2 separate regions of the Mus musculus genome follow, and region 1 is linked to region 2. The links are chromatin contacts, called in public Hi-C maps. All regions are on one chromosome and are shown on one strand. The core of a region is the stretch at or near the end of the contact, and the rest is flanking DNA. Distances in the headings are between cores, read along the strand shown.

The links. Hi-C and Micro-C count contacts between places; a contact is called where the count stands out from the background.
Region 1: a Hi-C map of adipose-derived mesenchymal stem cells shows a contact between it and region 2, with 2.6 times the contacts expected there. The contact joins the enhancer-like site here to the promoter of Rasl11a in region 2. A contact is called at or near these places in 12 of 39 promoter capture datasets (the 3T3-L1 cell line, 3T3-L1-derived adipocytes, the C10 cell line and 7 more), 1 of 15 datasets of contacts at CTCF or cohesin (large pre-B cells), 61 of 484 Hi-C or Micro-C datasets (the 3T3-L1 cell line, the AML12 cell line, B cells and 38 more), 15 of 115 datasets of contacts at active chromatin or transcription factors (T-cell acute lymphoblastic leukemia, astrocytes, bone marrow-derived dendritic cells and 4 more) and 4 of 9 other capture datasets (adipose tissue, embryonic stem cells, liver and 1 more).

Annotation. Positions count from the first base shown.
Region 1 is chr5:146,882,247-146,885,847 of GRCm38.p6, reverse strand. No RefSeq gene overlaps it. Among named protein-coding and RNA genes, the nearest start is that of Gm10858, 13 kb to the left of the region's middle. Within about 2 kb of position 1,412, at least 33 of the 459 cell types and tissues checked have an H3K27ac peak or open chromatin away from gene starts, as enhancers often do. A contact at or near this core is called in adipose-derived mesenchymal stem cells, astrocytes, germline stem cells and 3 more, where this site is marked.
Region 2 is chr5:146,843,469-146,846,918 of GRCm38.p6, reverse strand. It overlaps Rasl11a (RAS-like, family 11, member A), which reads right to left and starts at 1,848. Exons shown (of 4, transcript NM_026864.1): 1 at 1,579-1,848; 2 at 1,203-1,259; 3 at 1,000-1,079. The coding sequence starts at 1,702.

The DNA of each region.
Region 1 (3,601 bases), core at 163-2,662, 39 kb before region 2:
GCATAGAAGAAAGCAAATCAAGTCGCTACTGGGGTCAGGGGTGGAAAGGTGGGAACCACAGGAAAGTACTGTGAGCATTCAGTGCCATAGAGAGCAAATCCTGAGGGGATCGAGGGTTACCTGGAAGTACTAACTCATCGGATGATGATGGGCCCACTGTGAATGCACCATGAATGACTACACGATTGTATTTAAATTATAGCACAATACAGTTGAGTGTGTGTGTGTGTGTGTGTGTGTGTGTGTGTGTATTTTGTTTGTTCCTTCCGAGAGATCTCCTCTGTGGCTGTCACTCACAGAGATCCAGTTGCCTCTGCTTCCTGAATGCTGGGATTAAAGGCGTGTGCCACCATACCTGGCCTTTCCTGGCCCCTTAGGTTTGCTTTTAAAGATTTATTTATTTATTTTATGAGTACACTGTAGCTGTACGGATGGTTGCTGGGAGTTGAACTCAGGACCCCTGCTTGCTCCGGCCCCAAGATTAATTTATTATTATATGTAAGTACTCTGTAGCTGTCTTCAGACACACCAGAAGAGGGCGTCAGATCTCATTGCGGGTGGTTGGAAACTACCACGTGGTTGCTGGGATTTGAATGCAAGACCTTCAAAAGAGCAGTCAGAGCTCTTACCCGCTGAGCCATCTCTCTAGCCCCTAGATTTGCTTTTAAAAGTTACTACCAGTGTGTGAGTTTGTGCATCTATAACGCAGTGTACTTGTGGAAGTCAGAGAACCACTTTGGGGGTCACTTCTTTCCTTCTACCTTTACATAGCTCCTAGGGACAAAGTATCACTCTATACCCCATGCTGGCTTCAAACTAGAGCTATCCCTGCCTCAGCCTCCCAAATGCTGACTTATAGGCAGTGTCCCCATGTCTGGCCACAATCAGAGGAAGAGACTTGCTGTTTTCCCATGTCGTCCCTGTCAACCTGAAGACCCTTACCAGATACAACTCTCAAACCTAGACCTCAGCCTTCAGAGCTCTATGAAATAAATGTTTTCTCTGTATAAATTACCCACTCTGGAGTGCCGTTGTGGCAACAGAAAATGGACTGATCATCACCCACCAGATTATTTAAACAGCTTGCATTCTGGGCTGGAGAGATGGCTCAAGGGTTAAGAGCACTGGCTGCTCTACCAGAGGCCCTGAGTTCAATTCATAGCAACCACATGGTGGCTCATAACCGCTTATAATGAGATCTGGTGTCTTCTGGCCTGCAGGCATATATGCAGGCAGAAGATGTATACACAATAAATAAATCTTTAAACAACTTGCATTCTTGCTCCCCTTTCCAGCAAAGCCAGAACTGGCTTGATTGAGATGCCTGGCCTGCTTCCCCACCCTGCTCCTGTGCCATAAGGGGGTAGGGGTGGGGCATGGAAGCGGGGAAAGAAGAGCCACACAGAGGCCACAGGATTTAGCCCATAGCTTCTTGCTTCCTGTGGCTTGCTAAATGCACACAAACACAAACTATTTCCCCACTTGTTTATTTGGTCAAGCCACTGGGGGGGAAAATTAAGCAGCAGATTTGGGGTTTGTTTTGTTTTGTTTCAGTTTCCAACTACCCACCGGTAGATCTGAACTCTGTCTCCCGGATGGTATCCAGGGGAGAGGGAAGACCCCTCGAGCCACTTCCCGGCAGCACCTCCTACACAGTCTCCAACCCTCACCTGACTTCCCATCATCAGAAGAGTATCTTGTAGGCTGGCTGCCATGGAGACAGCTTCCAGCCAAGGCAGAGGGGGAACATGTCAGGGTAGCTTACTCATCTCCATTCCTTTCTTTGACTGCAAGAAGAACCTTGGAGTTGAGCCCACAAACTACATTCAAGGATGACTTAGTCACATAGCCGAACACAACGGTCAACCCTGAATGCCGCTTCTCACACAGGGACCACGGGAAGGAAAATGTGCCACCCAGGGATGCTGGGTGGGCTTGGAACCATGCTTGTAGAAAGGTAACAGAAAAGGCTATTCAGCCATTAGAACACTTCTCTCTCAATACTGAAGAATCCATTCTTACAAGTATTCCCTTAAAACCATTACCAAGGCTCCATGGTATGCACTGTTGGTATTCCTCAGCAGGGTCTAGCTGGAGCTCGCTCTACCGCTCCTAACCACCCATCCTTCCCGTCACTCTATGAACAACCGGCGTCGTAGCCACGCCCCATACCAGGCGTGCTCTCCACCCATGGCCACTCAATTCATAGCTGGAAACTGGGAGGTGTGAGCAGGGTCTTCACTTTCCTCCCAGAACATCCCAATGACTGCCTCCCCAAAGGGGCCATGGCATCTTCTTCCTTGTAGCTCTCAGCAACACCAATTCTTTAACAAATGGACCTTTGGGGGACACTTTCATAAACCATAATGCGCGCGCGCGTGCGTGCGTGCGTGCGTGCGTGCGTGTGTGTGTGTGTAATGCTAATGTAAATCTGCTAATATGTTGTCCAGTTTCTCTGTTCACCCTTGCTTGCTTCCCACTCGCCCCTCTATTTTTTATTTTGTATGTGTGGGTCTTTTCCCTGCATGCATGTCTACTCACCACATGCGTGCAGTGCCTATAAAATCCAGAAGAGGTCATCGAATCCCCCAGACCTGGAGTTACAAATGGTCGTGCGTCACCCTGTTGGGCACTAATAACCCAGGTCCTCTGCAAGAACAGCCAGTGCTCTAACCACTCAGCCACATCTGCAGCCCCTACATAGTTTGTTTTTGTTTTGGTTTTGTTTTGTTATTTCTAGTCATCTTGTCCTGGTTAATTTTCTTCTTATGGAAAACATTCTTCAGGTGCCTTTTCTAGTGAGTTCTGAGAGAAGGAATTCTCTCAGTTTCTGCATCTGAAAGTACTATTGCTATACCTCAAAGCTTGGGTAAGGAATTGGGGTCTATTGTTCTTTCCATCAGCAGTTTGAAGATAACATTCAGGACCTGCTGGCTTCTCTCACGGAGGATAAATCCACCATCAGTCAAGTGCTCTCAAGTCCTCGTCTCTCTAGATTCTAGAAGGATGTAGTGCTTTGGGAGAGAGTGTCCTGCTTTGGTGTTCTGTCACAGTCTACTCTGCGTGCGGATTTATTCCTGTCACCCAGCCTTAAGACTTGCTGTGCTTCCCCACGCTGTCTTGTCTCTGTTCTTCCTTGATCCTGATGACTGTATCCTACATTCAGAAGTGCAGAGACACTTTGTGCACACATTTAAGTGTAATTAAAGAAATACTTGTGTACGCTGTAAGAGATTAACTTTCATTGGTTGTGAAAGGTTCTGTAAGCTCTTCCCAAGAGGAACCCACACACTTGGCTGTCGTGTCAATCATTTCCTTGGTGTTGTGTTGTATACCCTTTGTGGTGAACCTAGAGCTTCACACCGGCCAAGCAGGCAGGAAACCAAGCTCCCCACCCCACCTTGTTTGTCCTGGAGTTGCGGCCTACCACATCTGTATACATTCCGATAAGACAGTGTGTGACTTTGCCTAGTGTTCCTATTTCCGAAGACTGGAACATACTCTTTTTCTTTTTTTTAAAAAAAATTTTTTTGAGACAGTGTTTCTCTGTATAGCCCTGGCTGTCCTGGAACTCACTCTGTAGACAAGGCTGGCCTTGAAC
Region 2 (3,450 bases), core at 599-3,098:
GAGTATTGCTGTCTGGCTCTCCCTAGCTTCTACAAGAGGCTTTCTGCAGAAAGCCTCAGACAAGTGCTCAACCTGGATTATTTTCTGAGCTGGCCTGGATGTAGACTGGTAACCTACTTTTTCCACAGGCAGTCTCCAGTGAACTCTAACCACTTAAGAATAATTACAGACCAGAACGGCTTCGTTTTCAGGGAACTAATTCATAACAAACAAAACCCTGGAAACAGCCCAACATAAATATCTATTCCCAAGCCCATAAAAAAATATTTTTAGCAGTCAACTTCTTGAGAATGTTGCAGAAACAAATTCCATTCTCTGGGCTCTCCACTCAACCTTTTCCTCCCTAGAAGGGCTGAGCAATTAGTTAAGTTGCATTCCACAGTGATAGCCAAAAGGTTATCTGATTGCAATTACTGGCTTGAGAAAACATTCCCTAGCTTTTTTTGGGGGGGGGAGAGGGGGACAGCCCTAGCCAGGACGCAAACCCCACTCCCTCCAGAATCCCACCTACTCCATGCTTTTTTCAGTGTGGTGCTGGAACCCAGGAATCCTTACTACTGAACTGGACCCTTAGTTCCAAGGCTGTGGTTTTTAGATTGTCCCAGGATGTGCTCTGAAAGTGTCAATGCCCGCCCGCCTAGGCAGCTCGGGCACCAGTGGTCAGTCAGGGCTACTGCTGGGAGGGGGTGGCTCAGCCTGTAATCCCAACACTTGGGAGGCTGAGGCATCAAAGATTATAAGGAGTCCAAGCAAACCTGAACTACAAACCAGCCAGGGCTACACAGCAATCTTTAAAATAATTAACTAATTATAATTAGCATTTAAGAGGAAACTAGTTCTAATCAACCATTTCTTGCCACCTAGGAGGGCATCCAACATCCCAACCCTCAGCACACCTTGTGTGCCCACACCTACATATTGGGCATGCTGAGACATCTCACTGAGATCCTGGAGCCAAACACCTCAGCCTGCACCACATACCCTCCTGACAGTCCTTACCTGAATGCCTCCCGGAGTGTCCTGGATCTGTAGGGATAGCTGGTCCCCCTCCACATAGACGAGTCTCGAATACAGTTTGCCTGTACAACGAAGAGGAATTTGCATCTAAGTTCCCACGGCCCCATGAGCAAAATAAAGAGAGAGGGGTGGGGAGGGCAAAGAGATACAAGTACAAGAGCCAGGAAGCACGGAAACATTCTTGCCTGTGTTGGGTTCGTAGTCGCCGATGAATCTCTTGGTCAAGAAGCGCACAATCATTGCTGAAAAAATAAAGTAGGAAAATCAGCTGAAGAAGTGGGTCAAGCTGTTCCAAACTGGGCCCTCAAAGGAACAGCACGCGTCCCCCCAGGTTCCCGGGACAAAGCCCCGCCACCGCGGAGTGCCTTTCCCCGCGGAATGTGATGGACCGGACTAGAGCGACACTCAACAGGCACCAACCCCGTCCAGAGCTCAGAAATGGACCTCTGAAGCAACAGGCAGGGGTCTTCCTGCATCCCGGCATCCCGGCATCCCGGCATCCCTGCGGGTGAAGACCCTCCGCTGTCCCTGGGCGGCTTTGCGCGCCTTTGTCCCACTTACCGCTCTTGCCCACACAACCCGCTCCCAGCACGGCCAGCTTGATGTCCTTGGGCAGGAGGTAGTCAGAGGAGGACTCCGGGATGGGGGCCAGCAGAAAGTGCCCAGACATGGTGAGCGGCCGCATGGGCGCGTCCCGAGACCGCGTTGCACGAGAGCCGCCTGGATACGCGCGGACACAACAGCGCCGGGATGTGGCGCGGCCAGCGGTGCTGCCCAGGCTCTTGGATTTTAAAGAGCTCCGGGAGCGCGGTGGCTGCCTCTGGCGCCTCCTTTTCCCCGCCCCTTCCTGGAAGGGTGGGAGCAGCGCCCGAGCAGGGGACTGTCACCCGCGGGCGTGCGCTCCTCAAGGCTGCCTGACGCGCTCTGCCCGCCCAGCTGCGCGGGTTCCTCCCGGTGCAGCCCAGGGGAGGCCTTTGCTCAAATTGTATTTGCCGTGTCCTGGAGGCAGCCTCCAGTCTGGAGCACCAGCCTAGAGCATGAATCTGAGCCACCGAAAGAGCAAAAGTTTCAATTGGCTGGATGTTTCTAGGACAATGGGAAAGAGATCCCTTTTTGTGTCTTTGTCAAACAGTCCTAATGAGAACCCTGATTTTGATCTTCAGCATCCTGTACACTGAGTGTGGTGGCACACTGGCATGCTATCCTAGCGCTTAGCGGGTAGAGGCAGGAGGGTCAGAAGTTTAAGGTTATTCTTGGTCACATAGAGGGTTTGAGTTCAAGGCCAGTTTGGACTACGTAAAACCCGGTCTCAAATATAAACAACTAAAAAATTTAAAAGGGTCCTGAGGGGTGACATCACTGAGGAAATGGGTAGAGCCAGGGCAAGGTTCCTAATTAACTAATTGAGTATGAATCAAGGTAATTGCAGTCACTTCCCTGTGAACTCCCTTAGGGGGCAGTCATGCCCACAGCTCAGCATCCAAACACAGCCCCTTTCTGCTGTGAACAGATTTACTCAAATTCAATGAGCAACACACTTGGGGCCTGGACCTACCTTACTATTCAAAGATTTCCTGGTAGGTACATGGTGGAACTCAGGATAGGGCGTGGGGAGAAGGGCCCAGAAGATAAACATGGCCTTGTTCTTGGATGCCACCATGACAAGGCTGTGTTTTAGTCTCATCTGCCCAATTGTCTAGACAGTCCTACCCTCATTCTTTCCCTTTTTCCTTCTTAGTTTTATCAGGTAGCTTGAACGGCATGACAAATCACACAGAACTCAATGGCTCGCTCCAACAGACTTTTCTTTCAAAAGATTTATTTACTTTCATGGGTATTCTATCTGCATGTACACCTGCATGCCAGAAGTGGGCATCAGATCCCATTATAAATGGTTGTGAGCCATTATGTGGTTGCTGGGAATTGAACTCAGGACCTCTGGAAGAGCAGCCAGTGCTTTTAACAGCTGAGCCATCTCTTCAGCCCCCCTCCCTCCCCTTTTTCCCCAGACACTGCCCCCGATGCCACATACTCCTGTTCTTCCTAATCTATGCCAGGCTCTGACAAGCTTGATTGAGCTCTCTGAGGCCATAACTGAGAAGTTATGAGCCCTAGGGAAATAGGCTGAGTTGCTCCATCACCAACTCACTCAAGTTTGGCTCATTGGGGAGTTTGGCAAGGCTTGTCCCCAGAGTGGCAGAGCAGAGCCCCAAGACGGTGAGGGAAAGTAGACAAGACCTCTGGAGGCTGGGTGGCTCTAGGGCAGAACCCATCATTCCTGGTGCACTCTGTTGACCAAAGCAAACCCTGATGCCAGCATGAGTTCAGAAGGTGGAGAAATGATGCTTTAGCCCTTTAAGGTCAGAGCAGCAAGCCATATTGGAAAAGGGCTAGCACGTAGAAAGTGACAGACAACTAGGTCTAGTTTTGCTG